2 separate regions of the Mus musculus genome follow, and region 2 is linked to region 1. The links are chromatin contacts, called in public HiChIP or PLAC-seq maps. All regions are on one chromosome and are shown on one strand. The core of a region is the stretch at or near the end of the contact, and the rest is flanking DNA. Distances in the headings are between cores, read along the strand shown. Region 1 holds the start of Car14 (carbonic anhydrase 14). Region 2 holds the start of Setdb1 (SET domain, bifurcated 1).

Region 1 (6,643 bases), core at 3,063-5,562:
AGGGAAAGCTGCACTGTGGGGAAAGAGCAGGCTAGGATGGACAGTTCCCGCCCCAGCTTGCCACCACTTGGGACATAGGGTTCTCCTCTTCCTTCTTCCCCCCAGAATTGCCTGGTTCTCTCTAGCAAAGGAACCTCTCTGCTAATGATTAAGTCAGTGCTATGACACTGCTTGTACACTGAGCTTGATCATGGACGTCTGATCCCACCTTAGCTGCAGGAGCCTGAACCTCAATGTTTTATGGTTTTTGTTTTTTTGGTTTTTTTTGAGACAGGGATCCTCTGTACACAGACTGTAGCCCTGGCTGTCCTGGAATTCACTCTGTAGACCAGGTAGCCTCAAACTCAGAAATCCACCTGCCTCTGCCTTTTGAGTGTGCCACCTTGGCCCAGCTCTGAACCTCATTCTAACGTCCACATTCATTAATGTGTTATATATTATAAATTGTTCAGACGTTATAAGTTAGAACTCTGTTTCCCCTGGCTTTTTTGTTTTTTGGGTTTTTTGTTGTTGTTTGTTTGTTTGTTTTTCAATATAGGGTTTTTCTTTCTTTCCTTGGCTTTCCTGGAAGTCACTTTGTAGATCAGGCTGGCCTTGAACTCAGATATCTGCCTGCTTCTGCCTCTCAAGTGTTGGGACTAAGGCATGTACCACCAGGCTTCTCCTGGCTCTTGAAGATCTAAACTGAAAACTGCAGTTATTTGAAGCTGGCTCTTTTACCTGTATGGCCATTATTGTGTAGATCCAAAGGCTCAGTCCCAAGCTGGTCATATCCATGGGGCTGTACAGCAGGCAGATCGGGGTCAAATATCACACTGTCTGTCTGGATATTGATGGGGGACTGGGCATCGCCTCCACACTCAGGATAAGAGGTTGGCCAATGGTCCTGACCGTGTGGGCCTGGTGGAGGGGTAAGTTACTATAGACATTTGTCCAGTCCTACAGCCCCAACCACCCTTTAGTAGCCCTGGACCCCATGTTATAGTGGAAGTACCACGCAGTTGGGTGGGGCTGGGTGAGGTGGGAGTCCACACGGGGTGACTGTCCACTACTCTAGTAAGTGGGAGAGTGGTGGCTTTCACTCACCTGTAGTTTCAGAACAATGAAGCTGAATGAGGGGAAGAGGAAATAGATAGAAAGCCTGAATTCTTGCAGAAGTAGAATCAGAGAGGACAAACAGCCTAAACAGATGGAATATCTTTGGGGTACCCTATCAAGTAGACTTGAGGTTCAGCTATCCTTTCTGTCATTCACGTTCTCCTCTCACACTGGACCTTGCTTTGACTCCAGATAGGTCATTAATTAGAAGTTCAGAGGGATTGAGTTCCACTGTCCCTAGAGTCACAGTATCCTGCCAGCCTTTTCCTCCTGACCTCAGGCTCTGTCCAGTTTCAGAGGCAGGTTGGGGGTAGGACTATTTAGGAGAAAGAGAGCCAGAAGGATGGCAGCCAGCTCGCTCATTGTGCCTCTCCCCGCCCAGTTTTCTTCATTTCCACAGGGATTTACAGAGGACGCATTGGCTTTTTTGCTGAATCAGGAGATGTGGGATTTAATGATTACAGCAGGGTCTAGCAGCCACTTGTGTAAGCCCCAGGGTCTGTGTGTGTAGGGAGAAAAAGAGGAGCTAGTGGGTGAAGCTCAGGAAAAGCTCTTTCCCTCCCCCAGGACAAGTCTTCATGCCAGGTGCGGAGGTCCTGGGGTGAAAGGAGTGCCAATCCATGTGCAGTTCCAATCTCACCTTCATATGTCCAGTGGTGACCTGTAAGAGAGGGATTTGGGCTGTGGCCAGTGCAGCCTGGAGCAATGTCCTGGCCTCTGCTCTCCCTCCGGCCGCCAGCGCCTCCTCCTTTTCTGCTCTCTCTTACCCACCTCCACTCCAGAGCTTCCCAAGTGAAGTATTGAAACTGGATACCTTTGTGAAAAGGTCGGGGGTCCTATTTAAAATAACTAGCCAGGCTGCAGTTGTGATTAAAGAGTAAAGAGGGAGGAGCAAGGAAAAGAGATAAAGCCAGGAGACTAAAATTAACCTGGATCCAAATGTGCAGGCAGCCCAGCCCTTACTTTTTCCCATCTGGAGCCAAGTCAGTGTAACACTTAGAAGGTTGGGGTGGGGTAAGGCAAGGGTGTGAGCAGAGGGCTTGGAAGCATAGAATAGAAGGAGGAGGAAGAGGAGGAGGAGGAGGAGGAGGAGGAGGAGGAGGGAAAGTCTCAGTGAATCCTGCTGAAGCCAGGAGGGCTTAGTCCTTAGCCTTGGTGTACTGCCGCTAGGACGAGGGCCCAGCACCTTCAGCAGGAGTTTTAGTTCTTTCTGCTCTCACTAGCTGTGGTCACTCGAATCATGAACATCTGCTCTTTCAGGCTCAAATGGCTCAAGAAAAGCAGGAGTCGGGGTAGGGCCTAGTCTATGTTGAGGGTGGTGGGTGGGCACAGGCAGCCAGGCTGGCAAAGACAGGATGAAAGTGTAGCATTGTGTGTAGAGAGGAGAGTTGCCAGCCGGGTCACATGCCAGGATCTCATGCAGTTCTATCTCTGGCCAAAACGCTAGGGGTCTGAGAGTCACCCCCCCCCCCCCCCCACGGCTAACCTGCTTCAAGGAGAAAAGGAAGTCTTCTTGGAGATTGGCTTGTTCTATTTAACTCTAGAAACTGGGGGGAAATACCCTGTTCCTTTTCCTCTTCATTAGTCTTTTAATTATTTTGTTTGAGACATGATTTTACTCTGTAGTCCATACTGGCCCTGTATTCACAGTGTGCTTCAGGCTGACCTCAAACTTGTGGCAGTCCTGTCTCAGCCTCCTGAGAGCTGGGATTGCAAGCGTGTGGTCCAATGCCCATCTTGCTTGTTATTCCTTTAACTGCTCACACCGCTCCATTCCTCAGCGGGGGCAACTCTGCGAGTAGCTCCCCCCCACCCCTCCTTCACTATCTCTTTAGGATACTCCAACAACTAGAGTTCTCTGGCTGTTGTGAAGGTGCCCTGCCCTTCCTGTGAAATGCTCTGAGCTGATTCTAATGCCTCTTTTTTCCTCTTTCCAAATTGTTTCTTCTCAGAAGAGATTTGTGACTCCTCATTTTCTTTTGGATCCCTTGGTCCCATCTTCCTCTCGCTTTCTAGATAATCCCCCCCCCCACCTCGTCCTTCCAATAAACTTTAATCCCTCACCTACTATGTGCTGGATACAGAATGGGGCCTGAGAAGCACAAAAACAGGGTGTAGAAACCAGGCATGGGGAGGCAGAGCCAAGCAGGTCTAACCTCAGCTACAGAGTGAGTTTGAGATAGGTCTGGCCACGTGAAACCTTGTCTCAAAAAAAAAAGTAAATAAAAATAAGCAATAACAACAAAAAAAGTTGTGGGAATCCTTCAGGCGTTCCAGAAACAACTTAGCTTGTTTTCTCCAACGTCTCCCCACCTCTCTCCTAATCCTGAAAGCCCTTTGTACACTATAAAGAGCTGAGCAAACGTTTAGTCGTGTTCCTTTCAGGGAAATGGACCAGCTGCCCCTGCCCCTTGGCAGGTAATGGAGTTATCCTTTGATCAGCAGAGGGTCGGGGTCTGAGTCGGGCAGGACTGCAGCACGTGTCCCTTCTCACCCCTGCTCTCCCTAACCAGCAGAGTGCGTAAACAAAGACGGGCAGGAGGGCTGCCCGGGACTAGGGCAGTGGGGAAAGAGTGGACTGGAGAACTGTAGCTGGCCGAGTGTCCTACACTCCTGAGCATTCACACACTGGCCTCTGGCTAGCTCTCCCTGTCGCAGAGATAGCAGTAATCGCTGGGTTAGAGAGGAAAAGGAAAAGAATGGAAGGATCTCCTCCATAGTCTTTCTCCCACCCCATGCCTCCCCCCCCTACCCCCCAGCCCCTAGGCTTCCCTTTCTGAAACCTCTCCTCCCCCACATAAGTACACATGGCTACGGGTGGACATTAGCACAGACCCAGTTGTACCTACCCCCATCTGCAGCCAGGATCCAAGTCACCTTTAACAGGAGAGCGAAGAACAACATATTATCCCCACAATGGGGTACAAGGGACCAGGAATTTGGGGTTTAGAAGAGAGAGGTGGAGAGGGAGGGAGAGAGAGGAGTTTCTGGCGTTCTATCTCTTTTCTTCTTGTCTCTGTCTCTGCAGACTTCCAGGGACTTGATTTTCCACAGGTTAACACGAACTTCTGGATCCCAGGATAAATTTCTTCCTCTCTCACTTTCTCTCTCTTCCTCTCTCTGCCCTCTCCGTATGTCCCTTCGTAATCTCCACACCACTTACTGGCCAGCAACTTCACAGTTGCCTCCCGCTTTTAAGGTGGCTCGAAACCGGTGTACGTGAGGAGGGGGGTGGTGCCTGGGCTGCAGCCGAGCAGCTCCTTAAATAGCGGATTAGGCATGCAGGATGGCCCAGCAGAGCCCAGCGCCCTGGCCTTGGCTCAGGACCCTGGAGTGAGCTCTTCCTTTGCTATTTACACTGCCGCTCGTACGGGTGTCCCCTGGAACTCTCGGTCAGGGAAGGGGGGTTTCGCACCTCTCCCTCCCAGGACACCGTGTTCTCATTCCCCTGCCTGAGGAGCACATCCCTGGGTGGTATGGGACTGCTGGTGGGGAACCTGTTTCTGAAACCAAGAGAAGTTGAGCTGGTTGGAACCAGAAAGAATTCAGATTCGGGAGATAGGAGAACAGAAGTTGGAGGCTCAGGGAGCAGGTGGGGAGTGGAAAGTCAAACTTTAAAATCTGGATTGTGGAGAGCAAGAAGTGGGGCGAGGAGAATATTTGTCTTCTGCCTCGTCTTTCTCTGGCGCCTGTCACCACCCCCTTCCCTTGGTGAGGCTTAGGTCCACGTGCCTGTGTAGCCTGGGGTGGGGGTGCGGTTTTGTTTGCCGGATAAAGCCCATTTGTGTGCACAGCGGGGGAGGGGTTGTCGCAGCACCAGGGAGAGACAGCATTCTAACTACCAGATCCAGCCACCTCCCTCCCCAGGGAGCCCAGATCTAGGGCGCCTTTTGTCACTGAAGAGGACACTGACCCCTAGCAGAGAGGCCGGGCAGGAGGAGTGATGGGTGACTGTAGAAACAATTACTGTCACCATGAGAAAAAGGCGGACTCCAAAGAAAGAGAGGGGAGGGGCCATAGAAAGGCCATGTGACCAGGTGGGTGAGGGGTCCAGGGGCTTCCCGCCCACCCAACAAAGGGTCCAGGCAGGTCCTGTGGGATCAAGTGAAACTTGCTGTGGTGGAACTGAGTTTGCTAGTGGAGCATGGAGGCTGCGTGGCGTCTCAGGAATGTGGCTGGTGTGCGCTCCCCCACGGGACTAGAAATCCCGATCGGAATGTACATCCTAAGTCCCTCATTAGTGAGTGTGAAGACCACAGATAATTTCAAGCTAGATGGTGAAATCTCTCCTCCATAACCTCTGTGAGGTCTTTCTGCCCTCCTTACTCCTATCAAGTAGCAATAAATAGCCAAAACAAAGGAGCAGAAGCCAAACAAGGGCACGGGATAAAAGCCAAATGAACAGAATAATGCATGTGCCAGGTCATCACTCCTGCGGAGACAGGAGCTCAGAGTGCTTTTCTGTCCCACGACTGAGCTTCAGAGTAAGGACTTTTTAAAAATATATATATATATTTAAAATACACACACACACACACACACACACACACACACACACACACAACGTTTTATCGCTTTGCGAATACTTCATCCCCTAAAAAAAAGTTTCCGTCTTAAAGTTCTTCCAAAGCCTCATCCAGTCCCATCTAGGAAGAATAAAAGATGTGAATACAAGTTAAGATTTCTTTGGTGTCCGGAAAGTTAAGAGGGGGGTGGGGTGGGGGTGAAAGGAGAATTGACACATATTTCACAAGGTAGGAAAGAGGAGGTTTGGATAGAATAACCCCTATCAGGACAGAGCTCCCCTGCAGCATCTACGACCGACTTTCAGCCTCCCAGGAAGTGCGTCTCGCCTGGCGCCACCTCTTGGCTTCTCTACGAATTTTTAAAACTTGGGATTCCTTCTGGACAGCAGTTGGTGCTGAGAGTTTGGGGACTTTGCCTACACTTTTGAATACTGCTTCAAAAAATAAAAAATAAAAAATAAAAAATACTGCTTCAAAGGAGTCTTAGCCCTGGTGCTGGAGAGATGGCTCAGTGGTTAATAGCTCTCGCTGCTTTTCCAGAGGAATGGGTTCGATTTTCAGCACCCACCTGGCAGCTCTCAACTGTCTGTGACTCTAGTTCCAAGGAACCGGATATTCTCACACAGACATACATGCAGGCAAATCACCAATGCACATAAAATAAAACCATTAAAAAAATAAAATGCGTCCTTAAAAAAAAAGTCTTAGTCCCGAGTCAACACTTAGGCTCCGGAACCAGCAGCCTCTCCGGGAATTCCGATTCCCTCCAAATAAATAAAACTGGTTTCAGAGAGAGGGGGAGGGGAGAGGGAGAGGGGAGAGGGGAGACGGGGAGAGAAAGAACGAACTTGTTTAGATCCTGTGAACACTTCAGTCATTGCTTTCTAGCTGTGTTGATTTGGAGTAGGTGCAAAGGGGCTGCTATGTGAAAAGGGAAAGGAAAAGGAAAGAAAAAAGAAAGGGTGACTGGGTACTATTTCTTCCGAGTAGTTTCTTCTCAAACTCTTGTTTCGTTAGGG
Region 2 (6,643 bases), core at 2,553-5,052, 550 kb before region 1:
GGTGATGGTACACACCTTTCCCAGAGGCAGGCAGGTTGATGTGACTTTGAGGCCAGCCTGGTCTACAGAGTGAGTTCCAGGACAGCCAGGGCTGCACAGAGAAAGCATGTCTCAAAATAACAAGACAAACAAACCAACAAACAAAAAAAGCAGAAGTACTGCTCGAAGTCCAAAGCTAGCATGGGCTATACTGAGAGTTAGAAGTTAGCCAGAAACTGTGAAATCCTATTGCAAAATAAAAGCATTAGAGAGATAGCCAGCATATCGTGTTTCCCAAACAAGTCCCAAGTCCTGGAGTCTGGATCCTCAGGCCCCAAACCTGTAATCCTAGTACTCATAAGGCAGAAACCCACTCTGAGCTGGCTATCTACACATGCTAGAATTGGCAAACCCTTGGTTCAGCAAGACCCTGCTTCCATAATAAAGAGAGGAGTGATCAAGCAATAAACCTGATATAAGTCTTTGAATTCTACATATATGTACACCCACCCATATACCTCTACTCCCAAACATGGGTAGGAACACTGTGACCATTGATATCAACTTAACAGAATTTAAAATGACTTGTGAAATGGAAATCTGTGCAAGCCAATGAGGAATTATTTTGACTATGTAGAGGTGGATGGACCAGCCCACCGTGAGTGGTACCATTCCATAGACTTCATAAATACACAAATAAAGAGAGCGATTGGAGGAGCAGCAGGATGAGACACTCCCTCTGTTTCCAGATTGCAGAACAATGTGACCAGATGCTTTAGGCTTTTGCCACTGTGATTTCCCCGACCATCATGGATATGATCTGGAACTTGGAACCAGGATCAGCCCCCTTAACCTTCAAATGATTTTGTCAGATTATTTGATCACAGTAACTGAAAAAGAAACTCAGACATAGGCAAACTACACACAAACACATGGGGGAAAAGACAGAAAATAAGTATACCTTATCTGAAATGGGGAAAGGAAGCAATCAGAATACAGAAAACACTTACGATGCTAAGAATACTTACTTGTTGTCATAATAAGTCAGTCAGGTTTTTGGCATATTAAGTAATGACAATGTGATTCTTTATGTGCAACATACTTGTCTTCCAGTATTTCAGCTTCCATTCTAAGACTTTTCTGACCAAAGCTTCATCATTTACCTGAATCAATACTGAGGACATCATCATCTTCATCAGGAATCTCAATGATCTCTGTGGGCCGGGAAGCTTCATCCTCAGAGCTACTGTCATGATACTGTAGTCCCAGCTTAGAGTAGAAATCCTTCACCAAAGACTCACAGTTAGTCACTTCCCTGATATTGGAACACATGCAGAAAAGATCAAAGCCAGTGGAGACAGTGCAGTACAAGAGCATTACAATGTATATACATTTATACAATACCTAGCCTCTGAGCTCACACATGTAATCCTAGTCCTTAGCCTGAGGAACCAAGACTAGCTAGGTTTGAGGTCACTTTGGTCAATAGAGTTCATGGTCAATAGAGTTCATGGTCAATACAGTTCATGGCCAGCATGGCCTACAGAGTAAGAAACCTTTAGACAGAACAAAAACAGAACCCAGCACTCAGGAGGCAGAGGCAAGCAGATCTCTGAATTCCAGGCCAATTTGGTGTACAGAGGTAGTTCCAGGACAGCCAGAGTTACAAAGAAACGGTCTCAAAAATAAAACAAAACAAAAACAGAAACAAAAACAAAAAACAACCCCCCCCACATACAAAACACAACACAGTAACAGGAAATTATGTATATTTAAATATAGACTGTTTGCTCTACATGTTCCAAAGTACCTATTTAGAATGCTTTTCCACAGAATGTTTGTTTCCATGTAATTCTTCTATGAAACAATTTTCTAGACTTCAATTTTCCACCTGCTGTTACAAAAGTCCTAATATCTGATATTTATTATCTATGTGGCTTTGGGAACTAAGAAGACAGCTTTAAATATCAACTTCATTTTGCTGGGTGCTGTGAAACATCCCTTTAATCTCACCACTGGAGAAACAAAGGCAGATGGGTCTCTATGAGTCCAGCTCAATATGGTTTATATGGTGAGTTCTAGGGCAGCCAATTCTACGTAAAGAGACTTTGTATCAAAAATGGATGAACGAATGAAACCCCAATCAACTCAACAAGCATAAGCTAGGATCATTTCATTGCAGCTCTTAGGAGGCAAAAGTCGGCAGATCTCTGCAAGTTGCAGGCCAGCAAGATTTAGGTATTGGGATTCTGTCTCAGAAAAACAGAAAAGACAGCAACTCTACAATCTTCACTTTCTGGGGATCTTAGGAAGGAAGTTCAGTCCAGGAGGAAGAGAAGGGAATTCAAGCCTTTAACCTAACTACTGCTGATCACATAGCAGCTACCCACAGGGAAAAAGTGTTCTGTTGCAACTCTGCATTACAAACTCAGAGGAAGAGTAAGGCCCCACCTGACTGAAGTCGCCAAAGTATAAAGTGCTTAGGACAATGACAACAACAGTCACTCCAAGGAGGACACAGATGGACATTTACTTCTGCTTCCTGGAATCCCTACCTGGATGCATCATCAAACAGCCGATCAACATAAGCCACTTCAGACTCTTTCTGTAGTACCCACGTCTCCAGCTCTGCGAGCTGCTTCTTGCGCTGCTGTATGCAGTCCATCTTTTCCAGTTCCTCATCAATGTACTGACGAAGTTCCTCCATAGAGATACCCAGCTCTTCAACCACCGCCTGCTGCAGCTCAGCAATCTCTGCAGAGTCAGCTGCAGCTGGCGCTGCAGCCAAACTCATGCACCCAGGGAGGGAGGACATGCTTTGGCCCTGTGCAGGATGAACAAGAAGCGAAAACAACTCTAACCGAGGCTCACACCATTTCTGTCTCATAATCAAAAGCCTGCAAACTCTGTTCTCTCCCCTCCTCCTCCACAAGGCGATCTGGAGATTTCCCGGGGAGCCTCATCTTCTCACACAGACCCAAGCTCTGGGTAACAACTAAGAGCGGGGAGACCCTGGAGAACTCCAACACGCACCAGGGAGCTAGCTAAAACAAGGTTTCAGGAAACCGAAGAGTGCTTATCGACCAAGGAAGATACTTCTGGGAGCTACTTGTTCCTTAATTGGCTCTGTCACTACACCGAGTCTAACCGAGGCACCGGCGGCTGGAGACAGGTGAGCCGCAATGAACTAATTCCACCCGGGTTGTTTAGTCCTCCTTTTCCTCGCGGCTCTTTGCTTTCCCGTGGCAAGGTGGCTTTTAAAACCTCCTAGGGCCATGCAAGAGGGCAGCTGCACAAGGGATGGGCTTCCCGGCTGCACCAGGCCCTGGGAGTCTGCGACCAGCAAAGAAGAAAAGGGACGAAGAGAGGAAAAGTCGGACATCCCTACGTGATCAGAGCAAAAGCTTGAAGCCATGGCGACCACCCAGCAGCCACACTCGGAATAACGCGCACAGGCGCTTGGCCGCCCGGGCCACGCAGAACCGCAGCAGCCTCCAGCCTGCCGCCCTCCTGCTTTCCCGCGCCTCATCGACGCACCGCCTCACCCACGCACCGCCTCGCGCCCACCCGCAGCCGCCGCCTCAGGCCCGCCCGCCCCCGGCTCGCTCCTCTCCCGCCAAGTTCCCACACACAGCCCCAGCCTCGCACCAGCCAAGCCTCCCAGGTCCACCTCGGCCTCAGCGCACCTCAGTCCGTCCTCCCCACAACTCTGGCGCCCGACCGCAAGGGCCGCGTCTCACAACCCCGACCCCAGGTTTTACTCCAGGGCTCCGCCTTGCCAAACCCAGGCAAACTGAAGGAGAGACGGCGGGGGAGGGGAAACAGCGTGAGGAGGCAGGAGGGGGCGGGGAGCAAACCGACGGTCCGGAAGCAATAGGGAGCGTCCTTCCGGCCTCTCCGACGGTAGCCCGAAGGGACCAAATTTATTGCATAGCGCTGCGGTACAGGGGTTATGGGAATTTAAGGAGAGTATGCATGTGTGAAGTAGGGCATTTCCAGATAAGGGGCTAGTTGGACAAAGCAGGTATTTTCCGGAGTCATTTATGGAAGCTCTTCCCCTACAGGTGGCCAATATAGTTGATTATTGTTTTAATTTGAAGATTTTTTTTAGTAATAAAATTAATTTTTTAGCAAAATTAATGAGTGTTCATATAGGAAATAAGAAAAATACAAATAAACAACAACAAAAAACTCATCATTTTATCACTGAGATTGTGTAGTTTTCATCTTTCACAAGATTAAGGTTTTTTGTTTTTTGAGGTTTTTTTTTGTTTTTGTTTTGTTTTGTTTTTGTTTTGTTTTGTTTTTTTGTTTTTTTTTTTTGTTTTTTTTGTTTTTTTTTTTTGAGACAGGGTTTCTCTGTATAGCCCTGGCTGTCCTGGAACTCTCTCTGTAGCCCAGGCTGACCTCGAACTCAGAAATCTGCCTGCCTCTGCCTCCTAAGTGCTGGGATTAAAGGTGTGCACCACCACTGCCCAGCTCTCATTTCTTTCTTTGCTTCTTTCTGCCTACTCATCTTTGAATGCCATTACTTTCACAGCAGATCTGGCCAATCTCCCAGCACTGCTCACACCCCTCTAGCCTAAGAACAGCCTTACAAATAAACTGCCAAACTCAAGTACACTGTCTTCTTCCACTGTCCTCCCATAACCCTGCCTGCAAGGGTAAAGGAAGCTGAAACACAGAAATAAAGAGCAGACTCAAGAAGTGTTTTGTTGTGGTAGTTTTAACATGGGGTCGTGCTTTGTAATCTTGGATGGTCTGGCACTTGCTATGTAGACTGTGCAAAGATCTACCGGCCTCTGTTTTCTACCTGTTGGGATTAACCTGTGAGCCACCATGTCCTGCAAGGTATCTATATAAAATATATTTTTCTGTACACCTGTGTGTCTGTGTATGCATATGTGCCCATAAGTGCAAGTTGGCCTCAAAAGCCCGAAGAGAATACTGGATTCTATGGAACTGCAGTTACAGACAGTTGCCATCCAACATAGGCACTAAAATTCAAACTCAAAATAATCTGGAAAACAATAAGTGTTCTTAAATACGAAATCATTTTCCAGCCCTTGTGTGTGTTTGTGTGTGTCTTTAAGGAATCCAAAACATTTGGGCAGCCATGGCCCTCGTGTTCTTGGCAACAGAGCCCAAAAAACCGGTCCCGGAGTTTACTTACACAGCAGAGGACTTAGCCCTCATTTTCAAAGATTCCAGTCATCAGTTCAACAAAAATAAGAGACTGTGGTACACCTCTGGGGGAGAGAAAATCCTGCCACAAAGACAAGCAGAGGCTATGATCAAACAGATGCACCAGTGGACTCACCTAGGGGTAAACAAGCTTATCCAGACATTCTCCAAGACTAAGTACCATGTACCAGGGTTAAAACACCTTGTGGAGCAGGTGGTGCACAAGTGTGTGCCCTGCAAAAGTCAATGTCTACTGCACTATGGTGCATCCAGGGAAGAGGTACCCGGGAGACAGACCTGGCACCTACATGGAGGTAGACTTTACTGAGGTATGACCTGGAAAATATGTATATAAATACCTTCTGGCTTTTGTGGATACGTTCTCAAGATGGGTAGAAGCTTTTCCCTGTAAAAATGAGACTGATCAGATGGTCATTAAGGTTATTGAAGCCGGGCAATGGTGGTGCATGCCTTTAATTCCCACACTCGGGAAGCAGAGGCAGGCAGATTTCTGAGTACGAGGCCAGCCTGGTTTACAGAGTGAGTTCCAGCACAGCCAGGGCTACACAGAGAAATCCTGTATCGAACCCCCCACCCGAAGAAGGAAAAGGAGAAGAAGAAGAAGAAGAAGAAGAAGAAGAAGAAGAAGAAGAAGAAGAAGAAGAAGAAGAAGAAGAAGAAGAAGAAAATTTTCCAAGGTTCAGAGTGCCAAAAGGCCAAAAGCAATAGTGTCAGATAATGGTCCTGCCTTTGTTGCCCAGGTAAGTCAGGGCATGCCCAAATATTTAGAGGTCGAATGGAAATTATTGTGTGTACAGACCTCAAAGCTCAGGACAGGTAAAAAGGATAAATAGAACCCTAAAAGAGACCTTGACAAAAGTAACCATGGAGACTGGCACAGACTGGGTGGTGCTCCCCCCTTCATTTAGAACCAGAAATACTCTCTCTTGATTCAGTCTTACTCCTTTTGAGATCCTTTATGGGGCTCCCACACTCCGCACTGTCTTAAATGATGTGATTGAACACACATGTTGTTGTAATAATTATCTGTATGCTAGGTTAAAAGACTTGCAGGTGAGGCAGAAGGAAGTCTGGTTACAACTGGCTGCAGCAAAGATCTGGGTACCCCAAAGACATCTCACCAGTTCCAGGTCGGAGATCTGATTGATCTAAGTGCATCTGCATTGCAGCCAGACCCTCAAGCCTTGCTGGAAGGGTCCCTATCTAGACTTGCTTACTACCCCTTCTTATCCTGTTTCTGCTCTTAACCTTTGGCCCATGCATCCTTAATCGCTTGTTATTAAATTCAAGTACAAGTTTTGATGCTCAGACAACAATACCAGCAGCTGCAACAAAGTGAGACATCATTTCAGGATTGAGATATACCAGAGAAAAGGGGGGAATGTAAAATCCAAAATAAATTCAAGACCACTGTACTGGCTAGTTTTGTGTCAACTTGACACAGGCTGGAGTTATCACA

Evidence for each region. HiChIP or PLAC-seq counts read pairs in DNA pulled down with a chosen protein or histone mark.
Region 2: a FOXA1 HiChIP or PLAC-seq map of pancreatic cancer cells shows a contact between it and region 1. The contact joins the promoter of Setdb1 here to the promoter of Car14 in region 1. A contact is called at or near these places in 1 of 39 promoter capture datasets (hippocampal neurons), 1 of 484 Hi-C or Micro-C datasets (B cells) and 1 of 115 datasets of contacts at active chromatin or transcription factors (pancreatic cancer cells).

The regions. Positions count from the first base shown.
Region 1 is chr3:95,900,373-95,907,015 of GRCm38.p6, forward strand. It overlaps Car14 (carbonic anhydrase 14), which reads right to left and starts at 4,313. Exons shown (of 11, transcript NM_011797.3): 1 at 3,948-4,313; 2 at 1,739-1,759; 3 at 721-900; 4 at 1-13. The coding sequence starts at 4,002.
Region 2 is chr3:95,353,400-95,360,042 of GRCm38.p6, forward strand. Setdb1 (SET domain, bifurcated 1) reads right to left here and starts at 3,803. Exons shown (of 22, transcript NM_018877.3): 1 at 3,666-3,803; 2 at 2,535-2,803; 3 at 1,143-1,294. The coding sequence starts at 2,794.